Linked DNA regions of Zea mays: region 2 is linked to region 1. Evidence: chromatin contacts called from public Hi-C data. All regions are on one chromosome and are shown on one strand. The core of a region is the stretch at or near the end of the contact, and the rest is flanking DNA. Distances in the headings are between cores, read along the strand shown.

The links. A called contact is a pair of places that touch in the nucleus more often than the background predicts.
Region 2: a contact with region 1 is called in a Hi-C map of endosperm, with 4 times the contacts expected there. The contact joins the promoter of LOC100281674 here to the enhancer-like site in region 1. A contact is called at or near these places in 3 of 25 Hi-C or Micro-C datasets (ear, endosperm and leaf).

What each region holds. Positions count from the first base shown.
Region 1 is chr4:78,348,873-78,355,238 of Zm-B73-REFERENCE-NAM-5.0, reverse strand. No RefSeq gene overlaps it. Among protein-coding and RNA genes, the nearest start is that of LOC100281674, 110 kb to the left of the region's middle. Within about 2 kb of position 3,733, at least 20 of the 20 cell types and tissues checked have an H3K27ac peak or open chromatin away from gene starts, as enhancers often do. A contact at or near this core is called in ear, endosperm and leaf, where this site is marked.
Region 2 is chr4:78,462,650-78,469,015 of Zm-B73-REFERENCE-NAM-5.0, reverse strand. It overlaps LOC100281674 (heavy metal-associated domain containing protein), which reads right to left and starts at 3,158. Exons shown (of 3, transcript NM_001320726.1): 1 at 2,314-3,158; 2 at 805-880; 3 at 1-149. The coding sequence starts at 2,742. The coding sequence ends at 28.

The sequences.
Region 1 (6,366 bases), core at 2,484-4,983:
ACCGACCAATCGATTTTGCCTTTGAACGCAACACAGTCACATGTCGAGATAACGTTCTAGTGTGCATACATGCACGTTGATATAGGGACTCGATCAGTGCAAGGAAAGCTTGGAAATCGCTGGTCACGGACTCTCGGTAGCAGACAGTACTTTTCCTATAAATTATCTTTTCGATATGAAACTATCTTTTTCAAACACAGACTGAAAAGTTGATGCTCAAATCAGCCAGAGCCATCGAGTGCTACAAAAGCGCCAGGCTTAAAGCCTGGTTGAGAAAGAGAGTCCATGAAAGGCAACGGATCCAACAAAAAGCGTTGGTATTGAATAGTGGACAACTATGCAAGTACCAAGCAAATCTGTCGCATATTCGGTCGCCTTCGAGAACAAACCTTGCATTGGCTACTTATTTTACTTTTTGGGCCGGGTTTGAAGAGTTTGGAAAAAATAGATTCGGATCAGTGGATTTATCGGATCCAATTAAGGCCTTATTCGATTAATCCCGTTACCCATAGATTGGATGGGATTGGAAAAAATTAAGAAGAAGATTGATTTGCTTGGGATATAAATCCATCCAATCCCACTCAATCCACATGGATTGGGAGCTAACCGAACAAGCCCTAATCCAATATGAAATACTACTACCTCAATCCTTTTTTATTTGACGTCAAATAGTATAAAAATAAACTACAAAACGTCAAATAAAAAAATGGAGGGAATAACTTTTAAAATAAATAAAGTTTTGAGTATTTTCTAAAAAAGAATAATGAGATACCTCATATTAATGGGATATGAAAACAAATCATTCCAAAACTTAACAAATAAAAGTCATGCTCCAAAAAAGATATACTAACAAAGAGCTTAATCTTATATGCAAAGGAATATTGGCCACACTTCTCTAAGGGTTCTATTTGAAAACAAAAGGCTATAAGGGATAAATTTGAGGTGCTACAAAACCTAACACTCTAAAAGAATCTTGTCCTCGAGATTAAAGAGTTTCTGCAAAAAATTGAGGGAATTCTGTTCTAAGTTTATCTTCTCTTTCCTAAGTCGCTTCATCCTCTGAGTGATGGCTCCACTAAACTTTGCATATGTTGATTACTTTACTCTTGGTGATTGTACAAGACGTTCCCAATATTTTCACTGGGTATTCGGAATATGTTAGATCATCCTCAATATCAAGTTCCTCCATGGGTAACCGTTCCTCTAGTACTCTTAAGCACTTCTTAAGTTGCGATATCTGAAACACATTAGGCACATCCGATAGTTGTGCGGGCAATTCCAGCCAATATACCACTTCACCTTTTCTTTCCAAGACCGGAAATGGTTCGATTTAACGATGTGATAGTTTTCCCTTAACCTTGAATCTTCTTGTAAAGCCCAAAAATTTGTATCAGAGAAAAATAATGATATAAATAAATAAATAAATAAATTTATGTTAGTGGTTTGGGAATTTTTGAAACATTGGGAGATTAATTAGTTCTCTTCCTATTTCATTTTCAATTAATGGTATCAAATTAGTCAAGTAACCAATAAATAAATAAAGTAATATGCATCTCATGCGAATGATTTTTTTGTGATACATTATATTTGAATAAAGGAGTCATAATTTAAATTTGAACTAAAATTATAAATAAAAATATAAAACAAAAAATGAGTAAAAAGAAAGGAAATGTTAATAAAATCACTCTTCCTTCCGTAATTAAATAATAGGAAGGAGAATAAACAATAATAATAATAATAAATAATATCATTGCAAGCAGTAGAAGTATTAGAATTTTGTTTGATATTTAAAATCTAGAGATTTAAACAAGAATTTAAATTTTGTTTAAATATTTCAAATTGGAAATAGAAAAGAAAAAGAAAACTTTGGGCCGCCAGAAAGGAATTCGGCCCACCCTTGTGTTCCTTCGTGCGCGCGCCGGGCCCATCTCTGCTATCCGCGCGCACCGTTCGGGCATAACACTGGCGAGTCGGGCCCACTTGTCAGCCACTCGTACCGCGCGCAGTAATATCGAAGCTTCCACTAACGCATGGGTCCCGTACATTAGGCTCTCCTTCTTCCCTATCCACATGTGGCGGCTGCAACAGAATCACGCCCATCGCGCGGGTCAGCCGGGTCCTAGCTGGGGGTTTGTTGTGACCATAATCCAAGGGGGCGCTTAGCTCCTTCCAGAACTGATTCTGCAGTCACATGGTTGACTTTGCCCTTGCTTTGGTTCTGTTGTCCTTTTTCTTAAAAGTTGTGGGATGGTGCGTTCTAAGCTAACCTCTCACTGTTATTGGCTTGTGGTGTCTGAAAGTTCCTCTTGGGATAGGCGTTGGCATAATGTCCAACCTCTCCACACTTGAAACAATCATTGGGATGCACTGGGGCGATAGGGTTGTTGACCTTTGCTGGGTGCTGGTGGCAACTCCCTGACGAGTCTACTGACTTCCATCAATCCTTTGCCCATGTTGGTTGTACCTCTGAGCTTGCTGTCTTGAGCATTGGTTCTGGTTTTGGTAATTCCCACTCTGTCCCGCAGAGCGAGAATAAGAATCTTGGTTGCCTTGCTAGTAGTGGACATTCCTGCTAGACTGGCCTGGAGTCTAGGACTTCCTCTTATGGTCAGTCAACTCTTTCCTCTTGCTCTCCAGACGAATAGCCTTATTGAGCAAGGTATTGAAACTAGGGAAACTATGACTCTACAGTTGGTAGTTATGGGGTCCAATCAAGCCTTCTAGAAAACGTTCTTGGCGCTTCTCATCAGTATCTACTTCTGGAGCATAGCAAGATTGTTAGGTAAATTTATCTCTATACTCACTAATGGTCATATTGCCTTAGGTAAGTGACAGGAACTCCTTTTTTAGCTTCATGATGTCAGAGGGAATGTGGTGTGCACGAAAACTGTCGTGGAATTCTTGTAAAGTGATGTTGTTGGCATCTACCTGGGCTGCGGTGTATGCATCCCACCAATCCGAGATGGCTCCTTCTAGTCTTCCAGATGCATATAGGACCCTCTCATGGTTGTTGCTTTGAGAAATATCCAACTTCTTGCTAATGGCCTTGAGCCAATAATTAGCATACAAAGGATCAATGGAATGGGAGAAGGTGGGTGGGTGTTAGCTCATGAATTATCAGTGCTTGTCATGAGCCTGGGGTGCATTTTGCTGCGGTTGCTGTTGTTTTTGCTACAGTTGTAGTTGCTTGTAATACCCAACTCGTGAATAATAATAGAAGAGTTAATCTCCTTATGTGTATTGCCCTCTATTCATGAGAAATATTAATAATCACACTTAAAGTGCCTAAATTAACTAGAGATACATAAATAATCTATGCATCATGCTGGAGATTTTTCTTGTGCATTTAATTAATGCTGAAATTAGGGTTTAACCTAATTTGAAGTCTAGAGATTGAAAATGACATAGAATAGGAAAGGAAAATAATACACATTATAAAGAAAAAAATATATAAATAAATATACCTTTCATACTGGTATTTTAATTTGTGCATTTAATCTAAGTGTGAATTTCACAACAAAATTTGAATTCAAATTTGAAATCTAAAAAAAATAAAAGGAAACAAAAAAGAAAAGGAAAAGGAAAAAGTCGCATGGGCTCGATGAGATCTTACCGGCCCAACTCACTCGCGCAGCCTTCCCGTTTGGGCCCCTGCACGCGCAGTGGATGCCTTTGCCATGTGGGCCAGCTGCACCAACCTCCGCGTGTCACTGCAGCGCGGGACCCGTCTGTCAGTCAGACTTCGCACGCTCGCGCGCGCGGCTGAGTCTGCCTATATCTCTGGCACTGACTCGGAGGGCCCGCTCGTCAGCCGTCTCCCGTGCTTGAACTCTGGTGTCTCACTACTCGTGGACCCCGCGCGCCAAACCCATCCCTAACGGAAGCCCCGACATCTCCATGCGCCGACTCCCTCCAACCCCTCCTCTGCACTCAAGATCTCCAGCTGACTTAGACGTGCGCCATCTTCGCTAAGGGAGGGCACCACGTCGACCACGCGCACCAGCACCCCGAATTGGGATACTCACCTCCGAGAGAGAGAACAGGGAGCCACCGGAGGCCTCCACGGTCGTCCGGCATGCAGTGCACTAATTGGTGCCCTGTGCGAGGTCGGGAGAGTCCGTCCAAGCTCCAGGATCGTGTTGAGGTGGTGGCTGGGAGGGAGTGCGACCTGGGCGCCGCCAATTTGATGCCGTGGCCGCAAATCCGGGGCGCGCCGTGGGCAGGGAAAGACACTACGTAATCATTGTAAGAACTCCCCTTCCCAGATCCGCCATCATTTCAATTTCATTTAGCGATCAACAAAACTAGTGGTCGTGCACCGCGGGGCGGTGCGGGTCTTCCTGCCATGGCGTCGCCACCACGGCATCTCTGTTGGTCGCCGGAGTTCGGCCGGGAGGGGAAGACACGACCTAGCCATCGATCTTCTTCTGAACGGTCCTGACTAGATGAGGATACCCCTTCGGGTGCATTACGTTCGGACCGTTGAGATTGAATCCTAAGGCCAGATGCGGATCGCGTTTCATAAATCCCTAGCCGTCGATCTCAGATCCTGTGGCCCTTAACCCGTACCGGTTCAGTTTAGGTTAGTCGTAATCATGTCCGTTCGGGTCTGATCAGACGGTTGGGATCACATGTGGTCACGACACCGAGGTAGAATTGTAAAAGAGCCCCCGTATTTTCACAGAATCAACCCGCCATCCTAGCACAGTTAGAGAACATTAATTTAGGTCATGTTTTTAGCAGTTGGGTCCCTGCGCTTTCACAAAATAATGGCCGCAGTACAGAACTAAATAAAATAGGATAAAACAATACAGAAAATAGTTTTTTTAGTATGAATATAATTCCAAAAACTTGTGTAAATCATAATAAATCCATTTTAATTCCTTTTTGACCCATTCCAGTTGCATTAATTTTGTTTTAATATTGTTTATCACCTGGTAACTCTGTTTTATCACTAAACATAGACTAGAATTATGCACTTAATCTATTCTATAGCAACCACTTAAAACTTTGAAAAATCGTAACTCATCAACCATAACTCCGAATTTAGTAGTTCTCAAACGTACGATCTCGTTTCGATACGTAGAATATTATCATGCATTCTGTTCTGATGTTTGATGTGATGTTAATTTCTCCTATACTATGTTTGTTTGTATTGCATCGAGTATACGAGCAAGCGACCGAGGACCCCGGTACCCAGCAGGTGGAAAGTACTGAGGAGGAGCTCATTGAAGGCAAGTTGTGCCTTGACCACTTTGTTTACCCAAAAATGTTCTCTATAATCATTTTGGCATGCTTAGGCTTAATTTTGATGGGACCCAATAGGTCACCCTAGTTTGGTCATCTTTACACCTTGTTTACCCCTGAACTTTTGTGTAGTCTTTGCTATTGCTATATGTGGTTCTGGGTGTTAAGATAATTATTACTCATGGTCATGCTTTATTATTGTTGTTCTATTCTATTCATGATAAGACTATTATGTTAATTGGAACATGGAGCTTAACTTGAGATATACGTGCCACCACAAGGGTGGAATGCGACACCCTTGGCCGACTAATTAGGAAAGCTAGTGGAGGTCTACCTTACCCGAAAGGGGTAAGGGCAGTAGGGGAGTTGTCGGTATAGGGAGGTTCTCGGGTTGATTTTGCTGCGATGGCTTTTAAGACGGGGATTCCTATATTGCGCTTCCTAGAAACTGTAGCGGATTTTCTAAAGCTAGTGGAACTTTGTAAAGGCCTTGTAGTGTTACACTGCCTCACTTAGTTGGTAGAGGTGTATGGGGCCCGTACAACCCTGTGGTAGATGGGTAACATGACTTGTGGGTAAAGGGTACAACCTCTGCAGAGTGTAAAACTGGTATACTAGCTGTGCTCGTGGTCATGAGCATCTCATGACTCTCTCATGATTAACTTATGAAATTAAATTCAATTTGTCATTTGCATCACATTGTGGTTTTATTATTAATTTTGATCTATTATTACTCTGGTTTGGTATATACTTACATTTAGTAACTGCTAATAAAATTTGACCAACTTATTAAAAGCAATGCTCAGTTTTAACCCTTATTTGTTGATCAGCCTTACACTTCACTTGAGCTCCCACCTTTGTTGAGCTCATGCGCATTAGTCCCCACAACTTGATCTTTTGTGAGCTCACCCTTGCGATATATAAACCCCCACAGGTGAAGAGCAGGTAGCCCGGGAGGAGGTCTACAACGAGGAGTACGAGCTTATCTAGGTGGCGTCTCTCAGTCAGCTTTATAGCGCCAAGGAATAATTATTAGTTCACTTTATTGTTATCATTTATTTTTTTAAGATAGTTCCGCTATGTAATAATATTTGTGACATTTATCTTTATACATTTGGT
Region 2 (6,366 bases), core at 1,909-4,408, 110 kb before region 1:
GGAGATCCATAATCGTCGATCGATCCATCAGGCGAGGAGGAGCTCGGCCTTCTTCACCTTGGAGATGCTCTCGAGGACGCCCGCCGGCGACACGTGGCCCATCACCGTCACCTTCTTGCTCTCCAGGTCGATGCTGAACGACGTCACCCCTGCAGCAGAGCACAGTAGTATCATGCATGATCCTCCTCCTCCTTGCGCCGTCAGTAAAAAAAAAAGGTCAATGAATAATGCATCCATGAACATGCATGCGACCCGCCTAGCTAGGTACACGTACGTACGAGTACGAGTACGACTCATGCATATGCATCTTCTTCGTGCAGTGAGATGACGATGCGTGTTTAGATTTCTTGGATCGATCCCGCCGGCCTCCTACTAGCCACGTACGGCGTGCATATGTGCATGCATGTGAGACGTGACGAATGGGCATCTCTAAAGCCATGCATGTAGCAGCTCCAGGTCGTCACGCGCGCTACACTACACTACACACTGCCACGCTCACGCCCGCAGTAGGAGGCGGCGTCAGCACTTGACCACGTACGGTCGTCGTCGTTTGGCTGGCGGCCGGCCAGTCGTCTACACGTACGGCGGCGCGGACCGCGTCAAATCCAGCACGTGTCGTCTCCCAGCTCGCTCTGTGCTCCCGGCCGGCCCGTGATGAGTCGTCCGTGACCATATGATACTTCCAGCAGTACGTACGTAAAAATAGATATGGCACGCCACTTCACTTGCTAGTATGTATATGTGTACGTATGTATGTAGCTAGTATACATATACGAGTATATATACGGCGATGCATGTACGTACCTTCCATCTTGGAGATGTGCTTCCTGACTTTCCCCGCGCAGCCCTGGCAGTGGATGGCCACCTTCATCACCACCACCTACAAACACACACACACACACGCATGAGTCACACGCATCCATGTTGTACCACCGCGCAACGCACGCAATGCATATGGCCGTCGAATCCTGTGACACCGCCACCAAGAGACCTGCATGCATGCATGTAGCAACAACAACACTTTTTGTACTGACACGCTAGCGCGGCTTGTGTGGGGTGTGGAAGTGGAATGGGGATATATACATGTAGCGTGGTCCACTTGGAACAGTGGCCTTGGTCTGTTACCGTCTCCAGTCTCTCACTACTCTCTGTCTGCGACGAGGGGGGCACGCACTTACCCCCTGCAACGAGCAAGTCTGGCCTGTAGACATGCATGGGTCTTGGTTCGGATTGGATTGGATGGGAGCCCTCCACAGTCCACTCTCCCAGGCCGCCTCTCATCGATCTGCTGCGGCCTGTGGTGTTTGTGTGTGTGATGCTTCCTTTCACTGTGCTCCCAGCACAAGTCCTCTTTGTTCCTTTATTTGGCGTAAATGTCGCTACTGTTTCACCGCTTTTGTTAGTTTTCGTTTTTTTTGTCCCCACCCACTAAAATAAGTACTACTCCTCCTTATGACAGTCACAACCAAGAAACTAGTAATAAGTGATTTCTATAGCCGAAATCACTTATACAAACTAAAATTTCCAACGCTAATTTATTTTTTGCGGTGTCGTTATAAATGTGGACACGACGGCAGCGCAGCCAGCAAGCTGAGACCTGGGAAAGAATGTGGCGTGTGACCTTCACAGATATAGAAACTGGGTGCTCGTCCTAACCGTCAAAATAATGGTTTCTTGCGTCTTCGTTGCGCGGCCGGATTTCTCATGTAGGAAATCATTTGTTCCTCTTTCTAATTAATTTTCTTGATATATAACCAAATTGCCACAGCTAAATTAATAACATAGAAACTAGATGACACACACACCCGCCCCTGCAGGCTGCAGGGTATAAATTTTGATTTAGTCTTCACGCCTGAGCCTGTCAGCTTTTCCTTTTTAATTTCTACTAGCACTCTCTGCTCGCGCTAGCGTGAATTAATTACGCTTACGTAACGTCGTACGCCTAATAAACTGCACAGCATTAATTTGTTATAGTATATATATACTCCACGTAGCATTATCTTAATTGGTCGTTGCGGTAAAAAATTTACTAGGTTATATATACCCGTTCCGATTCCTATAGACGTACGTCAAGCAAAGCGTAGGCATCTCGTAGTGCTTTCTAATCTATTCCTTCGAGCCGTTTGAAGTGAAATGTATATATGGAGGGAGTGTAACTGAATTATTAGCTGTGAATTTTTGGAGAGACAGTAACTGAAATGACCGGATATAACTACCTGCCTACTAGCTACCCAAAATTTAACAGTAAAATAGTAATAAGTACTATAATGTACTGCTGTCCGTCAGTTACGTACGTTACGTTATGTTAATTACCTGGAGCAGCTGGTCGCCTGGAGGCGCCGCGACGGCGGCGGCCTGCGCGCGCTTGGCCGCCGCGGCGAGGTCCTTGGGCGGCGCCTCCTTGCTGGGGCTCTTGGTCACCATGGGCAGCGTCACGGCCACGGGCGCGCGCCGCGGCCTCTCCACGCGCGGCTTGCATGACGCAGTGGCGGCGGTAGCGGTCGGAGGAGGCGCGGCGGCCCTGCTGGGCGCCGAGAACCTCCGCGAAGCGGAGGTGCGGCGGCCCCCGTCTCCGGCGCCGGCGCCGAGGCGCGCGTACCTGACGTCGTGCAGGGCGCGGGCGTCGTCGCTGTCGCGGGTGCGGTCGGCGGCGCGCCGGGCCACCACCATGGACCGCGCGTCCCCCGGCACGCACACCGCCGTCGCCGCCTGCGACCGGCACAGCATCCCGCCCGCCCTCATGCTGCCTCCGCCGCTTCACCTCTCCAGACAGACACACGCCACGCAGCACGCAGCACGAGGAGGACGGATGTATAGAGCGAGCGGCAAAGCCTGAGATTGATTTGCTTCCCTAGCTAGCCTGCAAGGCTTTGCTGCTTTGGATTTGGTTGCTAGCTAGTAGCACCGCAATGCAGAGAGGCGAAGAGGAGGGGGAGGGAGGCAAGAGATTTGTGTTTATCCAGGACCGACCAAGAGAGAAGAGACCGACGAGAGGGAGGGGGGGAGGAGGGTGACGGAGAGGAGAGGGCCGCGCAGTGGGAGCTTAAAAAGAAGCGGTGGGACGGCTGTGATGTGAGAGAGGAGGAGGACAAAGGAGATGGAATCACGGTGGAATTAATGGTGGGGGAAACTTTTTGTAAGCTCTCTCGTAGTCTCGTTTTTTTTTTTTTTTTTTGCTCGCGCCCGCCACCTCGCTTGTAGGCTTGTAGCGTTGCGTCGCCGGTGAGACAAGGTCCGAATTATTGCTCGGGCCACCAGATGCATCGGAGCATGAAAGGAGACGAGCCTGCTGGTGCAGCCTTGCCCCCTCCCTGATCTCTCTCCGGCTCTCCGCTCCGCTCTCTGCATGCGGCAGGTGCGCCGCGACGACGACAAGATCTGGTGCGAGCCGGAATCGCCACTCGCGCTCCGATCCACCAAGCCTGCACGTAGCTGACGTCACCCTACTCAGCTGTACGACGCATAGCTTTTAGTTTTATACCGTACTATACAGGTTGGCATTCTTGCTCTTTTTGTTGCATCGTCATCAGCAGCAAACTGTTGGCTTCGATTTATGGCTAAATATTAGGGGTACGGGAGCGTGGATGGTCTGTGACCTCGCTTCGTTCTACATAGCACTAGGTGATCCACACTTTAGGTTCGGATGGTCCGTAAAGGTCCAGATCTGTCTTCTTTGGAAAACCCTAAAACTCACCTCTCGGGAGGGACCCACCAGGGAAGAAAGTTCTAAGGGTGCCCTGGAGTCAAGAGGCCACCGATACGTCCCTAGCTAGATAACATAGAGTCAAAAAGGGATGAAAATTTAGGGTTGAGGAAAGCTAAACTAGGTCTAAATTACTTCTAGTCCTAATGCGATGAAGAACAAAACAAATAAAGCATATTGTATTGATTTGGATTGATTGTGTTGTGTTCCAATCGATGGTACCCTTCTTCATATATATAGGGGGAAGGTATGTACCCGTTCATAGGCGTATCCCAGTAGATTCTCATGCAGTTAGTCAGATAAACACGCCGGGATAAGAACTCTCACCTGAGTTAATCCTACAATGAGGTCGCAGATTGTCTGCGCTTCTGTAGAGATCACCGTCTGCTAGTTCATTCTTGATAGATCGACGACATTGGATGTGATCGGACCATCTGATCTAAATCTCGGACCGTCCAGCCTTAACGCGGATCGCCCGTCACTCCCTTCTAGACAGTCTGGAACCATGCTAGGCCCACCACATGGCACCCCGACAGTAGCAAACATGACAAAACAGTCCGGATATGCTCTTAGACCATCCGCCGTTTCACACTAGATTGTCCGTTCGTTTAGGGCGGACAGTTCGGATACACATACACATAACTTATTGATGCACACACACCAATTTATTATGCACCACAACATCAATACATTTCTTCCCTACATATCAAAGTCGCAGCGCGCCATACGATCATAGGTTGAACATTGTTTTTGATTGGCCATGGCAAAAAGGCCGGCATAACAATGCCCAGCCAACTGGTCTCCACATCCTAAGGACCGATGGCTTGCCATCGAGCACTATATAGAAAATTAGGGAAGAAATGGTTGAACTATTCTCAGAAAAGATCGGAGTAAGTGTAGCTAGATTGGAGCAATCATATTAGAAACCATATGATCACCAGTTTGATACTATCCCACGGACTAGGATACCAAAGTTTTCCAAATTCTCTGATGAATGTGATATAAGTATACACTAACACTTAGGTGTTGTTTGGTTCACGAAATGTAACACAATTGGTAATGGTAATGGTAATGGTTTACACCCGATTACTGGCGGTAACAAGTTTGAATAGGCTGGTATCAATTTTTAGTGTGGTATCTGATTACAGTTGGACTAAAACAAACATGATTTAGCATTATCAATTACCCATTACGTTATAAATATGTGAACCAAACAGCACCTTAGGCCAATTCTTAGCACATCTAGGCAATTTGACCGTTAGAGAAGCCTTTCGTGTTTGCTTATTTTCTTTATCCCTTATTATTACCGCTTTTACATGGTATGCCGCTCTGCCTCCTAATTCCATTAATTCCTGTAATTTAGAGAGTAAATTCCATGAGCATTTATTTTCTGTGAAGTATGAATTGGAATTAGTTGATTTAGCTTTAGTCTGATAGGGGCTTAAAGAATCGGTTAATGATTATATTTGGAGGTTCCAGACACTAGAAACAAATGCTTCAGAATCCATGTCGTGGACAAAATAGTTGGTAGGACTAGCTTTTAATGGGTTGCGATGTGTCGGTACCCTGAATCAGGGGTACCCCTTACTACAATATGAAGACACGGTGCTCGCGCGGCTATCTCTAGTCATGCGGTGAACAGCATCCGACCCCACCACGTGGGCGGCTCCGGGGCCGCCACGCGGCCAGAGGAGATGATATACTCCAAGGTGGCAACAGTAGGTCCAGACCCCCACGAGAAAGTGTCGGACCCCTGTATGCACAGCCCGGACCTCCGGGCGAGGTTCAAGACCACCACAGGTACAAACCAAACCCCTGGGACGGGTCCCAGACCCCTCAGGGGGGGTGTCCGGGCCACTCACAGTAGGGTCCCAGGATTCCAAAGCAAAGAATACCCAATCCTTAATCAAGGCCATGCGGGGGTCCAGTGCTAACACGTGTCCGGACCATACCGCGTGCGCTCCCACTCCCCGCTCAGGCGGAGACCCGATGCTGCCACGTGGCCTACTGCCCGTGACGAAAGCCAGCGGGCGGAGTCAGACGTAAGGCCTCTGAGCCGCGCGGCCTCTGCATTTAATGCAGATAAGGCGCGCCGCCTGTCCACTCAACTGGCAGGCGATGTGTCGCCTCAGCATTTAATGAGCCCTATCCACTCCGCTGGCAGGTGATGTGTCGCCTCAGCATTAAATGAGCCATGTCCACTCCGCTGGCGGGCAGCGACCAGGCCAACCTGCAGGCGGCGTGCTTGTCCATTCCGATGCTAGGCAGTACAACCGTGCCGCAGCATACACTGTGCTTGTCATCACTCGTACATGACCAGGGAAGCTTTCGCGGCACGCCAATGCTACGCAGACCACGAATATCATGGCACAAGGAGATTGCACTGGCAACCAGGATTAGTTGCTCCAAGTATTACATCCGTTATGTCCCTAGGCCCGCATGTCGGGGCTCAGTATCCTTGTACGTACCCCCCTTGAGCTATAAAAGGGAGGGAACATGGCGTTACAAGGCAGACTCAGACACACTTAGACCTAGCTCAGGCTCACAAGTTCATACAAGCTCTCAAGCTCAATACATCACACAGTGGAGTAGGGTATTACGCTCCGGCGGCCCGAACCACTCTAAACCCTTGTGTGTTCTTGTGTTCGTTCATCGCTTAGTAG